Linked DNA regions of Zea mays: region 2 is linked to region 1. Evidence: chromatin contacts called from public Hi-C data. All regions are on one chromosome and are shown on one strand. Each heading gives the region's core, a stretch centred on a gene start, on an enhancer-like site or on the middle of the called end of the contact. The rest is flanking DNA. Distances are from core to core; before and after follow the strand shown. Region 1 holds the start of LOC103639781 (probable WRKY transcription factor 53). Region 2 holds the start of LOC100281457.

Region 1 (6,846 bases), core at 499-2,998:
GAAATTACACTCTTTCCAAAAAAAAACGAGAGTAGTATCATCAAACTGTACTCCAACCAAACTTAGAACTACATCCTTTTCTAGGGTTGCGTTTGGTTGGAGAGTTAACCGGAATGGAGCGACTTTATTCCAGTTTCTAATAGTAGAGCCATTTCATTCTATGTTTGGTAATTTGAACTAAGTCGCTCCATTTTTTGTTTGGTTAAATATTGGAATAGAGTGGAGCCGCTACGGTTGGAGAGTCATCTAAGTGTGGAGGGAAGAAGAGGGAGAAGAGTGCTCGCGTCCTAAAGAGCACTCTGTGTTCGGTCGTTTTGGTGGAGTAGGGTCATTCTAACTATTTATGGTATATTTTTCATATGAAAACTCCGACTGTTTCACTCCTCTTTCGTTGTTGGAAACCAAACCCCTAGAAAATAAAATAAAGTCGCTTCATTGTTCTTCACTTCTCAATCAAACACGCTTGTTTAAAAGATGTATTGGGAGCCATGCAAATGGAGAGAATTGAAGAGACTAAAATGGAAAGATTTTAGCTCCTCGAGTCCTTTCCATTCTACATGCCCTGAAGTAGTTTGGCTGGCCTTGGTGCCGTACCTACCAGCCATGTCGGCAGCGAGAACAGAAAAAAGTCGATTGTTTTTGTTTGTATATATGTAAAAAAAAAAAATCCTTACGCTTATATCCGTACGAGAACTGTTCCGCCGTTGTTTGTATGGAATCCACAACAAGGCGACGCCGTCCGGTATGTACGCGGCGCTTATACGAGCTACGGCGAGCGAGTCGTACGAACAAGTCGACTAGCGAGCGACGTCATTCATTCGTTTGTTCGTTCACTTTCACTCACTCGCTGTTGGACGCGTCAGCGGCCACCGCTGGGCTCCACGAGTGCCGCAGAATCCTATTCGTTCGGGAATCGTTACGCGCGCAGAACACTAGAACAGAGAGCAGAAAAGGGAACTGTTCCCTGTGCGGCTGGCTTGCCTCCTTTCCCCCGGCCGGCGTCAGCACAACGTCGTGGCACTTGCGTCACTGTCACTTGCAGACTCCCAGTCCAAATACGCGGAAACGGGTCTGAAGATTCGGTGCCGGTTCGTTGGACCTTCGCCTGTTGACCTCCTCCTAGCTTCTCCATTCCTCCTCCACTCAGCCTTGATGATGAGGCAACGCCGTCGTACGTGGCCTATCTCTCTCTCTCTCTCTCTCTCTCTCTCTCTCTCTCTCTCTCTCTCTCTCTCTCTCTCTCTCTCTCTCTCTCTCTCTCTCTCTCTCTTCTGCAAAACAAACACGACGACCTTTTCTGGACTAGACCAGTAGTAGCATCGACCGCACCGCAGGGTTGAAGGGTCAGCGCACGACGACCGGCACTGCACGTCGTTCGTCCCAGGGTTTGAATTTGAATATTCGTGTTCCTACCGAACTTTCCAAAAGGAGTCGCGCGCGAACGGGTCACTAGCTACTGCTTGCTCTTCGGTGAGAACAAGCCCCTAGCTAGCTATTCGGGTCTCTTCACAGCTCCTCCATCGAGCTAGTGGACGTCGCAGTTTCCCCTCCAGCTCCTCCGCCCGGTTCGATAATAAGTTGTCTGACCAAAGACCGCCGACTGGTCAATGGACGGACGAGCACCCAACCCAGGGAATCAGAGAAGAATACCACAGGTGTGCGGCACAGACGGGCCGGGACCTGCAGAGTACAGTACAGATTCATGGCCGTTGGATCTCAGACAACCGTTCTACTTATAACTGCTGCTACTGCTAGCATCCTTCTCCGGGAACAAGCATTGCATGCCACCACATTCCTCTCGTCTTCTCCGCCGTTGCTCTCTCTCTCTCTCTCTCCTACTCGCTCGTCCTGCATATATACCTGCCCCACTGCAAGCTTTCGTGATCATCGGCTCATTGCATCGTTCGTTGCCGCCATTCTCTTGGCCGAGAAGCCACCTGTTCGTGTATATATCCTTCTGCTGTGTTCATGTCATGGACACTCGAGGTCACCTCGTGTTTTCTCATGCGTTCGTCCTCTGAACTTCACGGTCCTCCCTCCCGTTGCTCCTCCCTGCTATAGCGGTACCGTATATATAGCCTCGCCCTTTCAGATCGGCCACTGTCGTGCCGTCGCCGCCGTCGCATCCGTCCAGTTTTCCTCTGCATCCCCATCACCAACTCGTCCCAGCTTGCTGCTGAAATACCGCTCGTACAGACCGATCAACACCCAGGGTGTTAAATCCTCCAAGAATAATCAACCACAGTACGTGTCCACAGAGCACTCGTCGCTGAGTGGTCGGTCGGTCGATCGAACCAGTTAGTAGCTCTAGGCGGCAAGCAAGCAAGAGCTAGCCAGCCATGCAAGACGGCGCGGGAGCGGAAGAAGGGGGCATCCAGACGCTCCTGGCGCTGCTCGCCGACGGCGAGGAGCAGGCGCGCCAGCTCGGGGAGATGGTGGCCGCCGAAGACGACGGGCCGTGGTCGTCGTCCCGACGAGCGGCGGCGGAGCACTACAGGGGCGCGGCGCGGCGGCTGCAGCGCACGCTCGGGCGGGCGGCGGCCGTCGCTAGGGCCTTCGAGGCCGCCGCGCCGGGGTCGTCGCGGGGCACCGACCGCTCCGACGACTCGCCGCGGTCGGCGGACGAGAGCTCGGGCCGGACGGTCGCTGTCGACGCGCAGGCGCAGGAGCGCCAAAGCACCATGTGCAAGAGGAGGTGCGTTGACTGCGTTCGCTTTCCATTTTTTTCAAACTAAAAAAAGGGGGGGTTGGCGGGTGCATGCATGCATATAGGGTCAAACGGCATAAAAATCGAAAACTACGCGTATATATGCAAATTCATCGGAAACATGTACTTTATGACGACGCGGTTGACTTTTTTCAAAAATCTAATCACTTCTCTTATTCAAAATATGAATTAAAAATGTTAAGTTTTAAATCACGTTCAAACGATTTTGATAAAACAAATCACAACAAAATAAATAATAATTCGCAATTCTTTTTAAATGAGACAAATAATTAAAGTTCTAGAAAAAAAAATTCGATCGCGTCATATTTTGTGCGGAGTGAGTATTGGAGCTTTACACATATCTAGGTATGGCCATGTTTTAGGTTCGTGCAAATGTGCAAGTTTAGACTCGACCCCGTTTAAGCTGTACGTAAAAACGCAGGAACAACACGACCACTCAACCAGCACGAGACGCGGTTTTGATTTTTCTAAAACAAAACAAAATTGTCTTTGCAGTGCAATTGCTCCTAAAATTTACCACGAAACAACAAAACAGAAAGACCCCGGTTGGATCATTTCAGTTGAATTCTATTCTGATAATCCTAATTTAGGTGCAGACAAATTAAGCTATATAGCTGTATGCGAGATATGTTTGTATACTACTATTTAACTATATATGAAAGATATTTATGTGCTATATTTTTATTATAAAGGACGAGCTGATAACTGTGTTATAAATTATAAAGTAGAAACATAATATGGCCATACGTAAAATTAATTTTCGCCCCTCACCATATAAATTTGAGATAGTATTATATCTAAGCTTTAAAAAGTAGTGGAATATCAAATTACAAACTAAATATCCTACTTCATTAAGGGACTGTTTGGCAGAGATCCGAGCCATAATTCTCTAGCTCGGAGAGTTAATTTTCCGGCAGAGTTATATCAAGCGATTCTCTAGCAAGAGTAAATCTATTTAGCGAAATGGCTACAGTTTGTGAAGTGATTCTCGAGGGTTAGATAATAGGGAGCACGTTTGAAGCGACAAGGAGTAGTTTTTCTCTCTCACTAATATAGTATAGAATGGAGACTAGATTCACTCCGCTCACACCAGAGTAGATCAATTTTTTTACCGTTTGGCCAGGCGAGAGTGATTCTTGTTGGAAACGGAACTTCGGGAGATCTGTCAAACATCTCCTAAGTAGATTTCAATTCCTCCAAAACGAATGGATCCAAATGACCCCTAAAAGAACTCATAAATTGTTTATACAACTTTTTGATACTAAGATTAATTAAACTAGGGAATACTAAATTAGACAAGGTTGACTACGTAATTTGCACACAAACTCGTTATCTCTTCTTTCCAATCTCTCCTCGCTCCAATTTAGAGGTGATTCACAAATCACAATTGCTACTCTAAACTACCATATAGCACGTGTTAATGTTACAGTCCCGCAGGAAGAGGGGTCGGTTGAGACGGCGACGCGAGCGAGGGAGAAGATTTGGATGAGTAAGAGAGTGTTATGTTAAGTCTGGACGTAATTTGCTTGGTAAATTTAGTTGAAGCTATGGACGTCGTGGAGATTGCGGGTGTGGATTTTGGCCTTTTTGGGCCTTCCGGTGGGAGAGAAGAAAGGAGCAGAAACATATCGCTTCGGCCTTTATCAATTTGGGCTAATTGTTGTACATCATATATTCTGATTGTTTTTCTCTCTCTTTTTCCCCGATATATGTCTACACCCTCTATATTATTTTTCTTTGCTAAAAATTAGGTGTTCAACTAAATACCCTTGAATTACTATACATAGACCCGCCTCTATATTATTTTTCGCAGGCTACGAACATACATGGTTAGTTGTTTGGTCAAAAAAGGGAACACTTTTTTTTGTGGTCGTGGGCATATACAGCACACGGCACGCTCGGTCAAATACAAGCACAACGTACCTGCGAGTCAACACAAATAGAATGGAATGGTATAAAATATAGAATCTGAACTTCTGACTGAGCCCTCATTTTCTTTTCTGGTCGTCATGAATCCTACAGAAAAGGTCTGCCAAGATGGACCGCGAAGTTCCGAGTGCCAGAAACAAGCTTGGAGGCCACCCCGGACGACGGCTTCAGCTGGCGGAAGTACGGCCAGAAGGACATTCTCGGCGCCAAGTTTCCCAGGTAATCAAACCCTCTCAGGTCACAGCCATCAAAGATCGAAGACTGCTTGCGTTGTGATGATGATAGAGATTAATTCCCCAGGACAAAAAATCGTCAGGAAATTCGTAGCAAAACAATTCGATTCATGTGATGTCGTCGTGACGATGTCTGGTATTCTGACACTTCCTGTGTCGCGGCGCGCATCGCAGGGGCTACTACCGGTGCACGTACCGCGCCGCGCAGGCGTGCGCCGCCACGAAGCAGGTGCAGCGATCCGACGCCGACTTGTGCGTCTTCGACGTCACGTACCAGGGCGAGCACACCTGCCACCAGAAGCCGCGGCGCGCCACCGCGGCCTTGTCCGCGCCCGGCGGGAGGAGCCAGACACCGCCGCCGCCGCCAACGCCGCCTGCACTACCGCTGGAGCAGCAGGACCCGGGCATGCGGCTGCTGGGGATGGGATTCAGGCGCGTCCTCAGGGTAGAGACGGCGGGGCTGGCGCTCCACGACGACCCCGACGACCGCGGCCCCGCCTCCGCACCCGCCGCGCCCTTCTCCTTCCCCTCCGTGCCGCCGCCTCTCCTCCACGCCGGCGAGGCGGCGACGACGACGGACAGCATCCCCGTGGCAGCGGCCTTCTCGCCGCCCGCGTCGAGCTACGGCTTCTCCGCGCCGTCGTACGACTGCGCTCCCGCGACCTGCTACGGCGACGTCTACGACTACGACTACGAGGCTCCTCAGGGGGCGCGCATGCGCGGGGCGGAGTCGTCGGAGCTCGGCGAGGTCGTCTCCAGGGCGATGGTCGCCGCCCCCGCCTCGTTCGACTACTCGTCGTCGCTCTTCCACCACCAAGCCGAGCTCGACCCGCACCTGCCGTTTCCACCGTTTGGCGGGCCGCCCCATGACCCATACCAGTAGGCATGGGCGCTGAAATGATCGACGATTTCGCTTGGGTTTCTCTTGCCTTCGTTGCCTTTGCCACCTGCCCACCTTAACACGCCAGGCAGTAGTACCTGCTCTACCCGATCCTGAACACCCGCTGTCACTTTTATCCTGGTTTATTAACTGAATACTCTCTCTCTAGTTTAAATTATAACTTTATAAGATATTTTAGCCTTTTACTACATTAATTTTACTGTGGGTGTAGGTACATCGAAGTACATAACATAATTTATGTATCTAAAAAAGTCATCTTATAATTTGGAATGGAGAGGGTAATAGTTACTTTGAGCTTTGTAGTTGTTGTAATGTAAGAACATTGTTTTTGCTTATATAAGTATATCACCTAGGTTTCTCATTTCAGCGTAGGCAACTTGATAAAAGAAAACCATCGAGATTAGGAACATGCTAGGTTCCTCTTTCGAGGGTACAAATCTTGATAAAGAAACCATTGGGACTTGCTAAAATGCTAAGGTTCAGTTGCCTAGGTTTTAATTTTTTTTCAGACAATAGTTATTTCATATATTTTATACTAAAATTGCATGTGTTTGCAAAAAAATATTAACAAATTATATTTATTTATATAGTCAATTAAAGACAAAATGATATATTATGATACAAAAACAAACAATAAGTTACTTGTACTAGGTGGGTGTATAAAAATATTGTCTAAAATCATCTTAAAAAATCAAGCACCACCTACAAAATATAAGTGTTTAAATTACACGCTTCCGTAAGAAATACAGAGGATTCATAATTTTATTTCAATTTAGGACAATCTTACTCATCAAGAACTATTTTTTTTGCACATGAGTATATATATATATATATATATATATATATATATATATATATATATATATATATATATATATATATATATATAAGTACATTATATACGGATGTATCACGTATTTTAATATTTTTTTGAATGACCAAAAGTATGGTTTTTAAAATAATTTGCATGTCTGCATCTAAGATGCAATTTGCGTTAAATATTTTTTTCCTTATTTGGCTCGAGTTGTTGCCTTTTAGACAAAGCTTGCTTTCAT
Region 2 (6,919 bases), core at 2,928-5,427, 230 kb after region 1:
ATTCAGTTAATTGGCATAAGAACTGATCAGTTAAACATTCATGTTTTAACACTCATATAGAATTTACCTGAATATATCCTGTCTAGCACACGTGGAACAGCACAAAATACTGTTGGTTTTAGTGCTGCAATGTCATCAACCAAAAGTTTGACATCCTACAGATACATAACATAAATATCAATATGCATTACTGCCTAAAGGTCAACAAGGAAACAAGGAGTACCGAGTAACCAAGAACCATACCCCACGCCAAAATCCTATTTTTGACCCATGGTAAATGAACACTTCCTCAAACATCCTATCAAAGACATGGGCTAGTGGAAGATATGACAAATAGACATCGTCTTGATCAAACTGCAATAAGAGAGTGGAGAGGAACCCAAATGAGCTTGCAAAAGGACATCAGAGTTCTTTCACAAAGAAACTTCGAGATTCTACTTACAGCTTCACCAAGATACTGAAGTACAGAATCAGGGCCTGCAATATTTACAAGAAGGCTTTCATTTGATAACATAACTCCTTTAGGGTCTCCTGTTGTGCCACTTGTGTACATTATTGTACAGATGTCAGATCTCTTCTTTTCAGGCAGATCAAAATTATGAGAGCCACCCTATAAGCATACAGCATTGTCAAGAGTTTGTGAATCATATGATACTATTTGAGGCATGAGATTTACTTGAGTGATTCTATTTCAAAAAAGATATTTGCTTGAGTGATGTATACAAATACCATTTATTTCAAAAAAGTTATCGTTTTGTGGATGGATTTGAACACTAGAAGCACCAAGCACTCACACAAGTTTTATCTTTTTTCCTAGTAGACAACATGACAGCAAAATTATGGAGGCCATACAAACTTCTATCATATAATATGCAACCCAAGTTGGTAAAATCAGTCTTGGCCTTTGCATTAAAGGTTCTACTGTGGACTTCTAGCCTTCCAGGTATAAAAGGGAGACACAAATACGTATATATTATTCCATGAAAGACACCGCATATCTGCACATGTGCTAGTATTTGTTCTAGGCATGAAGTTTTACATTTTAGCTGATAAGTTGAGCTTCCTCCTCAACTGGGATGTGGTTCTTGTTCTTCACATAGCACTTGTCTGTGAATGCCTTTACCACATATGAAAACTAGCCATCCAAGAATAATAAGATACAGATAAGGCAAAACTGCCAGCTTTTTTTCAGCCACTTTTGTAAAAGTAATGTAGATTATTTTACATAGAAAAAAGGTTTCATGTAGCACTTATTGCCATACCATTCAACTGGAACACCTGTAATCTATAAAGTAAGCTGAAGAAGCCCAATGCTTACCATGACCAGGAATTCGTCCCAAGAGAAAATAGACAGGCCGTGCTTTTTAGCTTCATCTTTATGGTCATTTGTGACTCCTCCAAAGCTTATGACCGCTGGCAGATGAAACGAAAGAAAAACCATGATTTCCACAGTGACGAATTACCTAACCAACCAACATCATGCTAGGGAGGCACTTACTTTTCAGATACTTCGAAGTGGCGTGGCAAGTTTTCAGGAGCTGTCGTCGTCGAAAGTAATCAACAAACACGGTACGGTCAAACATAAATACAAACTAACTAAAGAGCTAGTCTAGAAAAAAAAAGCAATGCTACTCTGCACTGCAATAACAACCACTAGGCGCACGTTTCCACCTGTTGCACATGCTATTGGAGTATGGAATATTGGAGTGAAAAATGGGGAAAATCAACACCTGCAGATCAGATTTCACCCCGCCGTTTCAGTTCGTCGACCCAGAGTACTCGCGGTCAGGCTGCGCGGGGCCGCCGGTAGGGCAGAACCTACCGCCCTCACCTCCCTCACGTGGGGGTGGCTTTGGGGGCTTGGGGCTCACGGCGGCGGCGCGACGTCACCGACGACGCTCGGTAAAAGTAAATGGTTTTCTCTCTCTCTTGTAGATAGATTTTTTTAAATTTTTTGATAAGATGTAGACAGGCCAATCTCAGTAGAGGTTTCAAACTTTCATTGTCGTAGGTTTAGTCAGAAACAGTTAAGTTTTACTCCTACAAAATTTTAACATTTTTTATTTATACTATGACATCATGTCAGTGTCAGCTTACTACCTAACGTCCATGAAAATCTTGTATCTGATTAATTGAATGTTAGTAAATGAATTGAATTAAATTTTGGAGAAGTAAGAAACGCGACCGAGCAAGCTGCCCTACCTACCTCTGTGATCTTCTTTTCCTCCACGAACGCGATCTGTATTTCGGCATGGCAAATGATGAACTCCACCGCCCCAGCACCTACGTACGAGTCGACACAACACAAGATAGGGATCAACGGTAAGCAGTGACGACCGATGCGAGTCATTTGTTTATTACCGAGAGAATCGTAGAGGGGGACGCAGCAGATCCCAAGCGCGTTGCAGGCCTACCAACCATAGAAGCAGATTGAATAGTATACGCACAAGAGCGAGGTCAGAAGTGCCAAGGCACAGTTTTATCGTTTCGGTAAGCTAAGGCGGTTTGAATTGAATTGTCTAAGAAAAAAGCAGGCAGTTTGAATGGATTGTTTTTTTTTTTTAAAAAAAAGGCAGTTTGGATGAAAAATAGAACTATTACCTCCATGCTGACAATCCATTCGGGGCAGTTCGCGCCGTATATGCCGCAGCTTTCACCCTGGCGGATTGAGTTTTGATAAACCAGCCCATCATCAGGTGTATGTTTGACTTGGTCAATCGATCCTCTAGCTAGTAGTACGTAGTATAATTAAATAACCTGGCGAAAGGGTCATGGATGGGACGACACTTTTGCTAGACGACATCCCATTAATTGCAATTAGTTAACTGCAATTACTATATATATCTGTCTGATGGAACAGATTGGGATTGGGATGAGACAAAGATCACGAGTCACGACAACTTGCTTGTTTTCTATACATGCTTCATGCTTGTTTCCTATACTTGCTTATTAGTTGCTTGTTTTCCTTAAATTTAATAGGTTAAAATTTAGAGACCATTACCGCTCCCAGTGGCAGGTGTCGATCAGGTCTCCCCCAGGCCCCAGCAGCCAGCCATATGCATGCATGATGCATGCATCCAACCAAAAGAGCAACCACACATTAATGATGCATGTGATTATGTGAGTGGTGAGCCAGACAAGCTGACGTGAATCCGCATGCATGATGGATGCTTCCATATGTTGTAGTACGTTCATCTTGTGTGTGTGTGTGTGTTTATTACGCGCCAGCTGGTGCAGATCATCATCGAAGATGAGAAGCAATGCCTGTGACTATTGCGTGCAGTACGTACCTGTTTGATCCCGGACTTGTCCATGGATGCAGCGAGCTTCATCACGACGTCGTAGACTTCCTTGTAAGTCCACCAGGTGTACTCGCCCGCCTGCATGCATGCAGTTTTATTTACAAAACCAATATTATACGTAAGCACAAGATTAGTAGTAGTAGTAGTAGTGATATTGTTATTTATATTATTAATGCTACTTGTTTTACCTTCTAGACGACGACTAGCTAGAGAGGGCGGCGAAGAAGCAATGGACCGGGTAAATTAATTCTCCCAGCAGCAAGTGGGTTGTTGGGTGGAAGAAGGAAGAGGAAACAAACAAGTCAATTTTGTTCTTACCTTGCCGTCGACGACTCTCCGGCGACCCAGCATCTGGTTGTCGGGGTACTTCTCCACGGACGCGCTGCCGAGTCACAAACCCCGCCCGATCGATCAAGCAAACCATGCGACAACAATCAGAAGAACAACAATCGTGCCACATGCATGCACGTACGGTAGCAGCAGCAGCAGCAGCAGGCCAGCAGCTAGCTAGCATGCCGGGCGTACGTTGAGCTGGCAGCTAGGGTGTATGTGGAGATCGAGGAAAGGCCGAGACTAGAGCGGCAAAAGATCGATCATCTAGAGAGCTGGATGCTGCAGAGGGATGGATGGATGGATATGGCTCACCGGAAGATGTCCCAGCAGCTGTGGAGCCCCGCCGGGGCCTGCAGGAGGCCGTCCTTCGCCCGCGCGTTCCGGTACGCCGGCCCCGCGGTCGCCGTCGCCGCCTCCACCTCCACCAGGTGCTTCATCTTCTCTCTTCTTCTCCGACGAGACAGAGGAGTACGTCGGAGACGAGACACAGAAGAAGGTGCACAGCGTACAGCCTCTCTGTCCCCGAGAGGTTTGCTTTGCTTGCGACGATGCCTCCCAGTCCCTCCCCTGCGGCCTGCGGGCTGTGGTCCTCTACGTTATGTACGCGCGCTGAACGTTGACCTGCCTGCCTCTCTGTCACAATCACACAAGTCACATGGCCAGGGCCGGAAGAAGAAAGGTACGGACATGCAGCGCAAGTTAACCCTGCCTCTCTGCTCTGCTCATGAACGGAATAAATTAACGCACCGTGGACTTGGGCATAACGAGCTACGTCCAAGACTTGCACAAGCACACAACCATACTTTTGCGACAATCTCGTAACCTATACTTATGTGTAAAATAATTGCGTACGGATCACGGGACATGTCGATCACAAAAAAAAAAGTTTTTGTTTTGTTTTGTTTTCAAAGAGCCCTAGTACTGGTCTACTAAACAGAATTTATTAGTAGAACTGTAGAACCCCGAGAGCAAAACAATTTTTTTATCTATCGCTATCTCTGTTACCTCTCTTATGGTACAAAACTACAAAAGACACCAAGATTCTAAAAAAGAATCTAAAAGGTCCTAACTGTCTTACCTACCTTTGATCTCCTTACATGTTGCTCTACTTCCTTTTATGGCACAAAGGAGAAGAGAGTTACATGGTTGTTAGACACCGTAGACCTAAATTCATAAAACTAAAGGCTTGATTGGTTTGCTGCCTAACTTGCCACGTCTAAGGTTAGGCAAGTTTAACCAAGTTAGGCATGTGTTCGGTTTGAAGCCACAGTTGTGGCAAGATTTTTCTCCTGCTACGTAGGCCCCACTCGTCAATAACTGGTAAAAGTGTGTCAAGATTCTCTTAGGCGTGGCAAACTGCGACGCAGAATTTAAGCGCCTAACCTTAGGCACCTTAGGCAAGTGTGGTATAAGATTGTGTGGTAATTTTTTGGCACCATACATATAGAACCAAACAGCCCCTAAGAACCAAAACCGACACCGAACAACGTAACACCGAAACTTAGGTTCGAGTTTTAAAATTTCGGTTCGGTTTGGGTGAGAAAATGTCCACGCCTAATTGTGGATCCATACATGATGCACGCGTTGGTCATGACATGACAACGTTGAGCTCATCTTGCTGTAGGGAAGATGTGTCTTATCATTGTAGCATGTATGTCCTATCATAATAGCACATATGTCCTATCACATTGACGTCAGAGCCCACGCTGTTGGCTATAACGTAGCAGGTAAATATTATAGTTGCCTGTACTTTATAATTCCTACTTGTATGCTAGTATGTTAGATGCGACTATAAACATGGTGGCACACACTGCATAGAGGCCTCAAGTACGCCTGTTGCCCTTTGTCATGGCTACAATGCATCTCGTCGACCACAATATCAACTATCACATTTAATTCTATGGACATAAGCCTTATCGAGACTGCTAGTACCACAAGAATGTTATGAGTGGAGACAAAGGCGACAATGTGACACTATGGTTGTACTCCCCAAGGCCATCTTGTCTAGAGGCCATACCTGATTGTATTCCTTAGTTCGCAAGGGCTCCTGCACATAGAAGAGCAGGGAGCTTGGCTTTTCATATGAAGGGAATTAGAGACCAAGATAGCCCACAATTCGATGTTAGGATTATGATGTTAGGGGCCTTGGAGGTCCGGGTGGCTCAAAGAGAGCCCCGCGAGATGGAGAAGTCCTAGAGCCTTAAAGGACCATATTACTCGTTTTCTAAACTGAAGGATGATGTTTCTAAACTTAAGGATGGTTAGAGCCTTAGAAGACCCTATGACTCGTTTTCTAAACTGAAGGATGTTGTTAGATCTTTAGAGGACCCTATGACTCGTTTTCTAAACTGAAGGATGTTGTTAGAGCCTTAGAGAACCCTATGACTCGTCTTCTAAACTGAAGGATGTTGTTACTGAGAGAGCAACAAAGAACCAGAGTCTTGAGATTAGGTCCTGTAGGAAACGGGTGACGCCTAAGAGGGGGGGTGAATTAGGATTTCTAAAACTTTTACTAAACTAGGCCACAATTAAATCCCTAGAGCAAAACCTATGCAAATAACTAGAATATGCAAACTAGGTTTTGTCTAAGTGTTGCTATCTCTACCGCAAAGGCTAAGTTTCAATCTACACTAGATAAGTATGACTACAAGATTGAAACTTAAATGCTTAATATAAATGCGGAATGTAAAGAGCTAAGTAGAGAAGCAAACTCTCGTGGATGACGCCGGTATTTTTACCGAGGTATCCGGAACCACGCAAGGTCCCGACTAATCCTCGTTAGTGCCCCTACGCAAAGGGAAGCCCACGCGAGGGCCAAGCACCACGGTCGAGTAACTCCGTAGAGAGCCGCGGGCCTTCTCCACACGCAAGTGGTGCTCCGCTTCCAGCTCCTCTCGGACGCTCCCCGCCGTCTCCACTATCGAGCTTCCGGCCGAAACGCCGCGGGCCTCGTTCCCTCCGGTACACGGTGGCGGCTGTGACACAAACGCGGTTGTCACGGTCTCGCAAGACTCTCGCCCCACTCGGTACAATTACAACGACTCACGCAAGAGCCGAGGGGTTGTGTGGTTTTACAAAACTCACTCAACTAACTAGGATTCACCTAGAGCAAGCGCTAATGCGGTCTAACTAACCTAAGCACTTCACAAAGCACCTACGCTAATCACCGAGTGATTCTATTAAGCACTTGGGTGTTTGAGCACTTAGAAATGTCTACAATATGCCTTGGTATGTTTCTTGGGCTCCCACACTTGAGAATGGCCGGTTGGGGTGGTATTTATAGC

The links. Hi-C and Micro-C count contacts between places; a contact is called where the count stands out from the background.
Region 2: a contact with region 1 is called in a Hi-C map of leaf, with 6 times the contacts expected there. The contact joins the promoter of LOC100281457 here to the promoter of LOC103639781 in region 1. A contact is called at or near these places in 11 of 25 Hi-C or Micro-C datasets (bundle sheath, ear, endosperm and 3 more).

What each region holds. Positions count from the first base shown.
Region 1 is chr9:19,836,707-19,843,552 of Zm-B73-REFERENCE-NAM-5.0, forward strand. It overlaps LOC103639781 (probable WRKY transcription factor 53), which reads left to right and starts at 1,749. Exons shown (of 3, transcript XM_008662493.3): 1 at 1,749-2,695; 2 at 4,751-4,876; 3 at 5,065-6,152. The coding sequence starts at 2,340. The coding sequence ends at 5,773.
Region 2 is chr9:20,059,827-20,066,745 of Zm-B73-REFERENCE-NAM-5.0, forward strand. It overlaps LOC100281457, which reads right to left and starts at 4,178. Exons shown (of 19, transcript NM_001154375.2): 1 at 3,948-4,178; 2 at 3,621-3,684; 3 at 3,291-3,380; 4 at 2,602-2,658; 5 at 2,362-2,410; 6 at 2,207-2,283; 7 at 1,499-1,538; 8 at 1,319-1,413; 9 at 443-610; 10 at 244-354; 11 at 68-155. The coding sequence starts at 4,072.